Regions from separate parts of the Xenopus laevis genome. Here region 1 is linked to region 2. The links are chromatin contacts, called in public Hi-C maps. All regions are on one chromosome and are shown on one strand. The core of a region is the stretch at or near the end of the contact, and the rest is flanking DNA. Distances in the headings are between cores, read along the strand shown. Region 1 has its middle 86 kb from the start of hes4.L. Region 2 holds the start of hes4.L (hes family bHLH transcription factor 4 L homeolog).

Region 1 (5,558 bases), core at 1,316-3,815, 86 kb before region 2:
TAATACTGTGAGTCATTTATTCCAAGATGTGTGCTGACATGAATCCGTTATACAAGCTGAAAGAAGAGGTTCAGGAGACAAAAGAATAGGGATGGCAACTGTTTTAACATATCTGCAGTCGGCTCCAACTGTCATTCATCATGACCTGATCTTTAGAAAGGGACATCCCAGTGGCTGGTATACAAGCAGCAATAGTGCCAACAATTTTACAGTTGTCTGGTGCCACTGATGTCTAAAGGTACTGCCACGTATGGAGATTTGTCACTTACGGTTAAGTTTGCCCAGAAATGCTGGCCCACTGGCAATAAAGTAAATCACAGATAGGAAAACAAATGGCTGTAGGTAGGTTATCCATTATCCAGAAAGCTCCAAATTACGGAAAAGCCGTCTCCCATACACTCCATTATAAGCAAATTTCAAATTTTTAAAAATTATTCTTTTTCTCTGTTATAATAAAACAGTACCTTGTACTCGACCCTAACTAAGATATAATTAATCCTTATTGAAGGCAAAAGAATCCTATTGGGTTTATTTAATATTTAAATGATATATTAGTAGATTTAAAGTATGGAGATCCAAATTATGGAAAAAACCCAGGGCCCAAGAATTCTGCATAACAGGCCCTACACTTGTGCAATGATCAGTTGCACCTTTCAAGCTTTTCAGCAGTTTCTATATGTTTAATTGGGTGAACACAACCACGGCAGCTATGTGAGGTAAGACAGTGGCTGTAGATGGTGATCCAGTGTGGATAAGGAATTATTTTGCTGTAACAGCTGCCATGTGAACATATTCCATAGCAGTGAGTGAAGAGAAGCAGTGACCTGATGTACCCAGAACACTACAGCATCCTGTCCTAAGGCACAACCTGTAATTCTACCCTATCATTCCATATAATCGTATTAAATATTTATTCTGTTCTATTCTTTCATTTGCCCTTATCCATTTTACAGTTAACAGGCAGCTGTTTTGCTGGTCTTGTCAGCACAATGACTGAAACTATTCAGGTTAGCTCCTCACTCTCTCTCTTTCGCTGTCTTTATTATGGTAAGACGAATGAATAAAAAATTAATGATACAGTCATTTTAATTCCAGCAAATGCAAGCCATGCACCATTAACTTTCTGTTACTGTACTGTTCCCTATAATGTATAGAGGGAATAATCTTCCCCACTCTGCCTTTTATTCCCCTGTGCTATCTATCTACTCACTGGGCATACTATGATCCATTTTGCTACAGAAAAAATACTACTACAAATATTTTTTAATAAAAAATGTAAATACATTAACCTCAAAATTATTTCCGTTCACTACTTCCCTCAACCAGAAACTGCCAACTGGTGCTCTCATATTAAGCTTCTCACCAATCTCATTTTACACTTGGAATTTCTGTTCCCCCCTTGTTCCCACATTCCTCTCTCAGTCCCCTATCCAACCCCATCCAACCAGCCTTATCTTACATACATATATTACAGCATATTATTATCAATTATTACACACCCCAGACTGTACTGTCTTCCATGCAGCTAAACTAATTACCCATGTAAACTATATATGTGTTTGTCATCAACCTTACTTATCCTACACACTATAGGGGAATTCACAGAAGTGGAGGTGGCAAGAAAATGCAGTGAAAGTACAGTGAACGGTAATTTATGCCAAAACATCATCTAGCAACTTATTTGCAAATTTCCCATTTTCTGTACACCCCTTTACCTTTTTTATAAGTGAAAATTTTATGTTTTTTTCGCATATTAAATGCCATCTTTCAGAATTTGAGGTTATTAATGCATTATTAATATATTACTAATGAATAAACCCCTCATCCCAGACATATTTAATATGCACTAATTTCTGTGGAACCATGATTTAATGTATGTATATGTATTGATAATTCGATGTTTAGCATCGGGATCGGATGTTTTAAAGTATAAAGGCAAATCTTCGTTATTCAGGAAAGTTTTCATTTGCATATGTGTATATGTTTTTATAGGTTCCACTACACCCCTCAGGCCCAAATAAAATCACTAAACATGTGCATATGTTGTAGAACTCATATTCCCATATGCATTAAAAAGCACTAAGGTGCAGTAACCAATAACAACCAATACAACCAGTAAATGTTAGCTGCTGATTGGTTGCTATGGGTTACTGCAACTGGGCAAAATAATGCCTTTTATTACATATCGGGGTAAGTGCCTTTTAATACATAACCCCTATGAGTGATAAGCACATGTTGAAACCCCCATAGGGGGTATATACCCTAATATACCCATATATTAGATATTGATATGTAATACATTGTACTTGTATAATGCTTATATGTCCACTCAGCACTGTAAGAGAAAAAGTGGAAAAAATTCAACATTTATATTTGCATTATAGGTGATGTCAACTTAGTCAAATTCATCATTTTTCTAAAAAGCTCAGACTCTAATTGCATTGATTGTAATGGCAGTCCAGTCTGAGTGCAGCTGTGCATGATTTTCCCTGCTCTGTATGCTTCGTATCTCTCCTCTCTCCTCCTGTTTAGCTGCCTCCCACCTCTCCCACCAGCAGCACATTGTTCCCAGAGCTGCTAAATTGTGCAGAGCAGGGAGGCCCTGGCACTTGACATGCTTCCTACCTCAGAGGAGGTGCTGATCCCCCTCCACTCCCTCCCTGCTTCCTCCCAGAGGTTCCTCCTGGAGAATTTAATGACGCTCAGAGATTAAAGTCCTTCTCCCCCCTCACATCTTCCTCTCACCGCCTCAGCTGCAGGCCCGGAAACAGCACTCCAGCTGCTGCTTATTACAGAAGGAATGTCTGTCTGGGGAGTGCGAGAGTGCTGCCAGATCTTTCTCACAGTAACTAACCCTATGGGTGGATTCGATTAATGTATGAGCTGTTGGAGGGAATTATAACATAAGGATAATACACTAAAAATAAAATGATTTTGCTACATCTATAGTGAACTTAATATTGTACTTATAGTCCTAATACTGGAGTTCTTACATGGGTATATCCATAGCAATAAACATGACGTTTTAACTAGGGATGCACCAAATACTGCTTTTTAGGGTTTGGCTGATCTAGGGGTATGGATTTGGGCAAATACTGAATCATTTTTTTCAGTTATATAGATTCTGTTCGGCCAGGGTCTTGAATTCACCCGAATCTGAATCCTGATAAAAATAGCTAAGTCTTGGCTGAATCCCAAACCTAATCCGCGATTCAATGCATCCCTATTTCAAACCTTCTGCTCCACTATTTTTGACTTTGGACTAAACTAAGACCTTCAGATATGAGGTGGTACAGCTCGGTGCATCAGGTAAAAACATTTGCTTCAAGGAAAAAAGTTGTTCAAATAAGTTTTTCATGTCTGGACAGAGCTGTATTAAGGCACCAAATCATTGGTGGGCTCCCTCTCCACTCCCCACAAAAAATGTTGCTCTGACCCAAACCACCATAAATAACAGAACCCCACCACCCCACTAAATACTGACTTTCTATGGCACCAGCATGCTGTTTCCTAAGACATGTTGTTTTGTTTAACTTTAAAGCTAAACAAACAGTGTCGGACTGGGCCAGCAGGACACCAGGAAAAAACTCAGTGGGCCCTGGGTTTCATGGGCTCCGCCAACCAAGGCTCAGTCCACCATAATGAATTAGGCCCACTCTACTGCTCCACTGCCAGACCGACCCCTCTCCCTAATGACAGGCAGAAAGTTCAGGACATGGGAGGTAAAAGGTACAGGGCATGTGGGACGCCAGGAGGGGAGACCTTGAAGGAACCTAAGGTTACATATTCACAGACTTACATTTGTACCCATAGGAACAGACACCAAAGCTGACAATATTACAGTTGTAGCTGTGTACCCCATAGCATCCATTCAGCATAGCGCTGACCACTAAAATGAGCATTCCCAAGTTACCCCTGTCTGACAGTGCAAGCATCTCCCATAGGATCCATTTTTTACTTTCAGAAGAATGGGAAGCATTTGCCGGAGGGGAATGTCATTTTGCCCACCAATTCCCCCCACCAAGCTAACAGAGGTGCTTAAAACATCTTGTATAATATTAGCCTTAGAGTAATGAAAAAATCTAATTGATATGAGTTATGCTATGCTATATTTAGTTACAAAGGGCATGTGAAATACTGCAAGACTGCAGAATTGTTGGCATCAATGCAGTGATAATCCTGATGATGGAAAAGAACCAAAAGCAGATATTAACAGAGCATTATTGTGTAGAGGGCTTCCTTGCTTGCTAAGGAATATGATAATATCCCAACATGCTTATTTTTTCTTAAAAGAATTGTTCAGTGTAAAAATAAAAACTGGGCAAATAGATAGGCTGCGCAAAATAAAAAAATTTTTTTCAATATAGTTAGTTATTCTATAAAGGCTGGAGTGCCCTCATGCCCACCATTGTTTATCTATAGTGCCCGTACAGTATTTCCCCCAGTACAAAGCAAAAAATGCCTAGCTGAATAAAGATTATAAAAATAATCTCCTTTCATAGGAATATGATTCTTCTATGCAAAAAAAGTTATATCCAGGCATATCTCTAAATCATAAGCACATGTTTTGTACAGTCCTATAAGTACATCTGGAGTGATTATTTATAATAGGAAGAAAGCAAGTGTATACAGATGGGCTCTCCATTACAAGCACATGCCAGTCTTATTTATGGAACAAACCTTCCTAATACTCTATGTTGACCAGTTCCTCAATTGAACATAGGGTTTTTATGAATATTAGACCCACAATGCCCACATTGCTCCTGCACGCTTTTTTACAAATATTTTAACACAGGCATGGGATCAGTTTTCTGGAAACCCATTATCCAGAAAGTTCAGCATTATGTGAAGGCAGTCTTCCATGGGGAGAAATTTACTAAAGGGCGAGTGACTAATGCTGGCGTAACTTCCCTAGCAAAGGAGATAGACTCTAGCGGTACTTCACACCCTAACGCCAGACGAAGTTGCGCTTTGGAGAACGAACGTAACTACTATAATTCACTCAGATGGAGATTTGACTAAACGTTACCTCTTGCTCCAAACTTGCCTTCGCCAGCTGAGACCAGGCGATGTGCAATAGAGTAAATAGTTGAAAAATGTTCTAAGTCCCAATAAACGCTGGCGTCTTTTTCTTTTTACAGTAAACTTAGCCAGCGTTTGGACGCAACCAGATTTTAGTGAATTAGCGTTGTCCTGGCGAATCTATGCCTGGCTAAGTGTTGCGATGTCAGCGAAGCCTTAGCTGGCGCAACTTTGGAGGTTAGTAAATTTGATCCATAGACTCCTTTTATCCAAATAATCCAAAATTTTAAAAAAAAATATTCCCTTTTTCTCTGTAATAATAAACGGTACCTTGTACTTGATCCCAACTAAGATACAATTAATCCTTATTGGAGGCGGAAAAATCCTATTTAATGTTTAAATGATTTTTTAGTAGACTTAAGACATTAACAAGTCCCATATTTGTACTTCACTTTATTGACCAGTGAGGAGACAACAGTTAAAATTTCTCTACAATACAAAGGACAGACTGATGTCCTGCTAATGTTTTTTTCTCG
Region 2 (6,042 bases), core at 2,259-4,758:
GTGGCATTTGAATGGTTATGCAGAGGTCGAGAGAAGAGCAGACAGTGTTTTAAGACTTGTGCAGGGGGTGGTGCATCTCACCCAGTATAATTTAAGGTTCAAGGAAGGATCCTGGGCTGTCATTAAGCTGTCAATTTTGTTTGCCACTTTATGTAGCCAAAAAAGCGCCCTCTAGGGGTAGAATCTAGCGTTGCACACAGCCACTCAGTCATTTGACCTATGCTAATCACTTTGCAGGACAGATTTAAAACTTCAGTGGAGGGGGTTGTTGCATGGCAGATGCCCTTTTTTTATCGTCGTCAAAAATGGCAGCCAATCTACCAGGGCCTACCCCATATCCACTACTGAGGGTGGTTAAGCGTGTAGACGCAGGACCGTCCGCGCACGCGCGTCCTTGTTTGCGCACGCGCGTCCTCGTTTGCGCACGGCGTTACGGGGGTGCTGGACTCGACGTTGCCGGCCAGGTTACCGGCATTGGCCGGCACGGCAATCTAGAACTGTATATGGGCTAAAAATGCTAACACACCCCCACCTTGCCGAATGGTATCACCCAGTTATTAAACCTGTCTGGTTGAAGTCGTTGTTGTACTAGATCTACAGTGAAAGGGTTATGGGGAACAGCTGGAAAGCAGCAGGTTGACGAATGGATGTGGGATATAAAGGAATGGTGTGGAAGTGCCGGTGATGAAAGTGGCAGATCGCATTGCATTTAGCAGCGGCAGATAATGGGAATCAGTGTAGGTGTCTCGCCCCCTCTCTTTATCTTCCCACACGACAAACAGCGAAACCTTCACACTTGGCTGAGCTTCAAGTGCAGCCGGTGAGTCATAATAAAGTGCGCAAAACAAATGCCTTTCCCCAATGGTCCCCTGCGCGCTGAAATTAAACGGGATTGTTCTGTTTACAGCGGGGCCTTTGTCAGGACAGGCGCGGGGCCGGTAACAGTGTATGTGCGGGAAGCACCTTAACCCCCTCCCGGCTCAGTTCCCAGGCAACTCAATAGGGATCCCAAGCTTCCCCGGGAGCCCGCTGCATAATAGATGAGATCTTTTATACCTTTTCTTTATCTTCTGCCACAAAGGGGCTTCATTCTAATCTCAACCCCCCCCCCCACACACACACACACCTCCTTCAGGGGACAGTGACTTTTTTTTCACAATTTTGAAGGAATTCCAAGCACTACTGTCATTGATTAATGGATATAGATTTCTCATAGAAAATGCAATAATTCTATAATTTTCAACGGAATGTGTCAGGGCAGCCCACATTCCTCCAATATGCCCTATAGGAATGCTATCAGCCTTTGTCATTTTGCTACTGGCATTCCTAGGCATTTATCATGGTTCCCATGGGCAGAGTGATTCCCTCATTCCGATCTGTCCTATTGTGCGATTATTATAGTCACTTATGTGTCACGTGTCTTTAGCCTGGGCTAAGCATATGCTTTAATAACTGTGGTAGCTACTAGGGCTCTATATAAACACTTAAAAATAAGCTGTAGCGTTCTACTGGCAGTGATATGTATTGCCTGGCACTTATTTCTTATATAAAACTGATCAATCACAGCAAGGGGCCTATGTATTTTATTATGGCACTCGCCATTAGACTGATAAGTGATCTCACACAACCCCCCATATAATCCAAGCACCACACAACTGGATTCAAATGAAAAAGAGTTTATTAAATAAAACTCCTGCATGTTCGGAAAGTTTTTGACACAAAAACCAACACAATAACTTTGGCATTACACATTTTTCTGTACGCAATTGTACAAAACTAAAAAAAAAAAAAAAAAAAAAAAAAAGAAATCTCAGCAAAAGAGCTTTGTTACAAAAATGGGTCATCTACACAAGTTTGTTTTTTTTATTAAAGAATAAAAAAGCGAAATCCCCATATTTGGAAATAAATAGTTTTTTTGTGCGGATTGTCTTTAAGGCAGGGTCCCATAGAACGGAACCAACATATACACAGTCGGCTGATCGCGTTATCACCATGGTCGCCACACGGACTCAGCGCTGTCTGCTCTGGTGCTGCCCCCTAGAGGGCTGACGGCTTGCGCCATGTGAGGCATCTTGTGGGCGAAGCTGGTGAGTCCCTGCACTGGAGACTGGCTCGGGGGGCCGCCGGGGGATGTCGCGTTGGCATATAGAGGGATAACAGGTCCGGGGCTGGAGGTATAAGCTGGGTTGGGAATGAGGAAAGCAAACTGGCCGTCAGTAGCTGGCACTAGCTGGAAGCCTCCCTGGAATACTTTGGGGGAGATGGCCTCTGCTGGGTTCACCTTACAAGGCATGGGCACGGGGGTGCTGGAAGGGAGCTGCACATGCACTGGTTGTTGGCTGGAGGGGGGTTGCTGGTAATTCATGGCTACGATCTGTCCCAGGCAGCTGGACAGGTGACCGAGAAGCCTGGTCCTCACTTCGGTGTTGACGCCCTCGCAGGTAGAGAGGAATCGGGTGACTTCGTTCATGCACTCGTTAAATCCGGCTCTGTACTTTCCCAGAACTGAGGGGTCGGCTGTTAGAGCGGCTGTAAGGGAGAGCAAAAAGGGGTTATTGCACTGATCCCAATGCTAAATCACTGGCACTAACTCAAGCTCACTGGGCCCCTGTTACTGAGACTGACACTGATGTACAACCCGCTCCCCTCACCCAGCATAGTGACTAGCAACGGAAGGAGAGCAGCCCCAGCATCCCACCAATACAATAACATGTGGCTCATCCATGTATTTACCTGTCATTTGCACTCGCTGCAGGTTCCGTAGGTGCTTGACTGTCATTTCCAGGATATCAGCCTTTTCCAGTTTAGAGTGTCTGGAGCTCTGCGGGGAAATACAAGGGATCATGAATATCTATAGGCGTGAGAGGCTTCATAGCAGGCACCATATATATATATAAATATCCATTACACATCTATACCAGGGGGATTACTTTCTGCCACTTCTCGGTAGTTATTGTAATTAGGAATATTTCTGTATCTCAAAAGCAGCTTGAGTAAGGCAGCTATGAAGCAGAGGGTGCACAGTGCTATATATATATATACATATGAGGGGTATATGATCCAGAGAGGAACTTACATCTTTTTTTAGCGCATCCAGGATGAGGGTCTTGAGCTGCCCCAGGCTCTCGTTGATTCGCGCTCTCCTGCGCTTTTCCATGATGGGTTTGGACGACTGTAAAACAGAGAGGAGAGACAATTGAGCGACTCACTCACTTAGCGCCAGTCGGCAATATTCCTGGTGGGCAAGTTCAGGATGAACAGGTCATCACCACAGAGCGACATTTACCTTTCTGTGCTCGCTGGCACTCTTGGGTTTATCCGGAGTCTGCGCTGAGTTGGCTGGTGCCCCTGCAATGGGGGAGGCTGTCGGCTTCTCCATACTATCTGCAGGCATGTTCAGATGTTGTATCCGGATAGGGCTAGTGATGCGGATGTTGCTATGGCCAGTGCAGAGGCGAGTGCTGTGTGTATGAGGCTTGGCTGGATCATAAACCCTCAGCCTGGATTGTATCTCACTCTGATCTCCCAGCCTGCGGGCTCTGCCTCTATTTATACTCCGCGCTGCTGCTCCCCATTCGTGTGAAACCTTCAGTGCATTCTTTCCCACACTCTCCTCGGCCAATCACAAGCGCAGGCTCGCCCACTACGCATTCCTATTGGATAACCGGCACCCTCCCTAACTTTGCAACCTCCACTCACCCCCTCCTCTCACTCCAACCCCCACAAGCAGACTGCCAGTCACGCGCTTGGCTCATAGCAGGCGCCGGGGATCGGGCAGGGAGTGAAGCCCAGTGCCGAGCAATGCGCACCATTCTGGAACATATATTACAGCAACATATTATAACTTGCATTATACACACGTGCACATAGCAGGGGAACCGCCTGGCACATATCTCAGTCCCTTTAGGGAAACCCCCCCAGACCACTCGTTGATCTTGTTACACATACAAACATTCCATAGATAATAATGTTTATTTCATAGCAAGTATTATATATAATTGCACCAGTTGATGCTGCTGCGATTTATTGCCACAAACCAATGGCTACACTGGGAGCTCTTGTGATCACATCTATGTGTCACTACCGTATACCTAATTATGAATAAACAATAAAAAAATGATCATATTCGGGGTTACTAGCATCAGCCTTCTAATTTAAAAGATGGAATATTGAAATTGCCCTACAGATTTTGTTGCACATCAATTCTTGGATTGGACTGTTTTACTCTGCACTGCTCCATTTGGTTCCACTTTCCTAAATAACAATGATGGGAAGTGTTTCAACTTTACAAACCTTATTATTATATATGTGCAACGTATTATCGCTCTATAACACACCATTATCATCAACGTAGAAAAAAAGAGGTTCCCAAGACAATGGCATGTGCGTACATTGCAACGTTCATTATGTAAAACCACGAGTTCAAAGCGAGCTTGTCCAACTCTGCAGCAATGTTACTTTTGGCTCACAAATATGTTTTGAAATTGAGAAGAAATTGAGGCTGAGACCTAACTGGATCTGAGTATTGATGTTCAAACTAAGGCTTCAGATTGGTATTTACTGTAAACAGGCAACCGTTTCTTTACGCTGTCCTACAATTCAGTTTTAAAAAAACCAAAACAAAAAGTTTTCAGGAAGAAAAAAAAAAGAAAGAAAGCGTTTCCATCAATCTTCTGTCTTGGGAACTGTTTGCGTTTATTGATTTGTTCTGTGCGAATGGAGGTTTCATAGTCACTGTCCCACTAGCTGTTACTAAGCACAGTCCCAGGAGCAACAGCATTTCATGGATAAATACTTCCCAAAAGCAGAAGTAAAAAAAAGAAACAAAAATATGAATATTATCTATGTATGAATGGCTTTGGGATTTGTAAGAAATCATCTTCTGTTTAGCCCAATACCCCTTTTTCTCCAGTTTTTTTTTTACAGGGGTCCTGCAGAAACCTGCAAGTCTGCTCTTGCTAATGAATGTAATGTTTTTGCTCACTGTGGAATGCAAATAAATGCTAATGTGTATATAGGTAGCAAGAGTAGGTGCTAAACTTAACACATTAGTGCCAATGTGCTAAGCAACACTATTAAAATGAAACAGGTTTCTCCAGGGATCGGTGGAGCTCAGTGCTCATAAGTACAAAATTGCTCCAGTGCAGTAACCCATAGCAACCTAAGCATAATTAGCTTGAGTCATTCTTGTGTGCAGAGTAGGGCAATTCCCATGAATTATAACGATAAGCACCCTTGTAGTCTTCAGTCTGATACTGTATAGCCCCTAAACTGATTAAGGTTTTTGCACTTCTATGATATTGCACTATTACTGGGGGTAGGCTCTGTATTAGCTTGGCGTGTAAAAGCTTTGTACTCTCATAACTGGCTAAATACCTTGTTACTATAAAGTGTGAGCGCTAAGGCCGACTGCGCAAGATTCACTAAATATTTGCGCTGTCGCTGCTTTGCCTTGAAAGATGCTGATCACATGCGCTGTCCACGAGAAACACCCCGTAATACATATTTGTGAGCGTTCTATAAACACTTTAATTTTAGTAATCAGAGTAAAATGAGCGCAAAACATAAAAGGGGCACCGCAGGGCATTTCACAGGTAAAACATGAACCGCCGTTATCTCAGATTTAGGATGATCTCTATGTAACGCCCAGTGCCCCGTGCTCAAATTGGCAAACTTTACACCGATTCGGGTTCGAGGCCTGAGAAGCGCTAGAATTGAAGACGGAACGTGTGCGAATCACATTTCCCAGCTGTGCGCTCCTGGGAGAGACCCAGCAATCCCAGAGCATAGGCAGCCGGCCGGCACGCGAAGAGACTGGTATTCAGGCAACCAATAAGCTGGAGCGAAGGCCCGTGCTGCCTTCTCATTGGCTGAGCGTTGGCCACCTGTCAATCAAAGGCAGCTGGGGTAAATCTCTACCGCTGTGCGCGTGCCTTACATTGGGAAGCTGCGGCTGCTGGGCGGGCAGGCGCGCGCTCCCCTCCTCCTTCCTCTCCTCACCTCCCGCCTTCCTCCCCCTCCCCTGCTCCTGTCTGTACTTTG

What was found. A called contact is a pair of places that touch in the nucleus more often than the background predicts.
Region 1: a contact with region 2 is called in a Hi-C map of the XTC cell line, with 2.9 times the contacts expected there. The contact joins the enhancer-like site here to the promoter of hes4.L in region 2. A contact is called at or near these places in 2 of 4 Hi-C or Micro-C datasets (the XL177 cell line and the XTC cell line).

Annotation. Positions count from the first base shown.
Region 1 is chr7L:91,039,643-91,045,200 of Xenopus_laevis_v10.1, reverse strand. No RefSeq gene overlaps it. Among protein-coding and RNA genes, the nearest start is that of hes4.L, 86 kb to the right of the region's middle. Within about 2 kb of position 2,565, at least 2 of the 7 cell types and tissues checked have an H3K27ac peak or open chromatin away from gene starts, as enhancers often do.
Region 2 is chr7L:90,954,220-90,960,261 of Xenopus_laevis_v10.1, reverse strand. It overlaps hes4.L (hes family bHLH transcription factor 4 L homeolog), which reads right to left and starts at 3,508. Exons shown (of 4, transcript NM_001088692.1): 1 at 3,287-3,508; 2 at 3,077-3,172; 3 at 2,734-2,821; 4 at 1,661-2,529. The coding sequence starts at 3,394. The coding sequence ends at 1,988.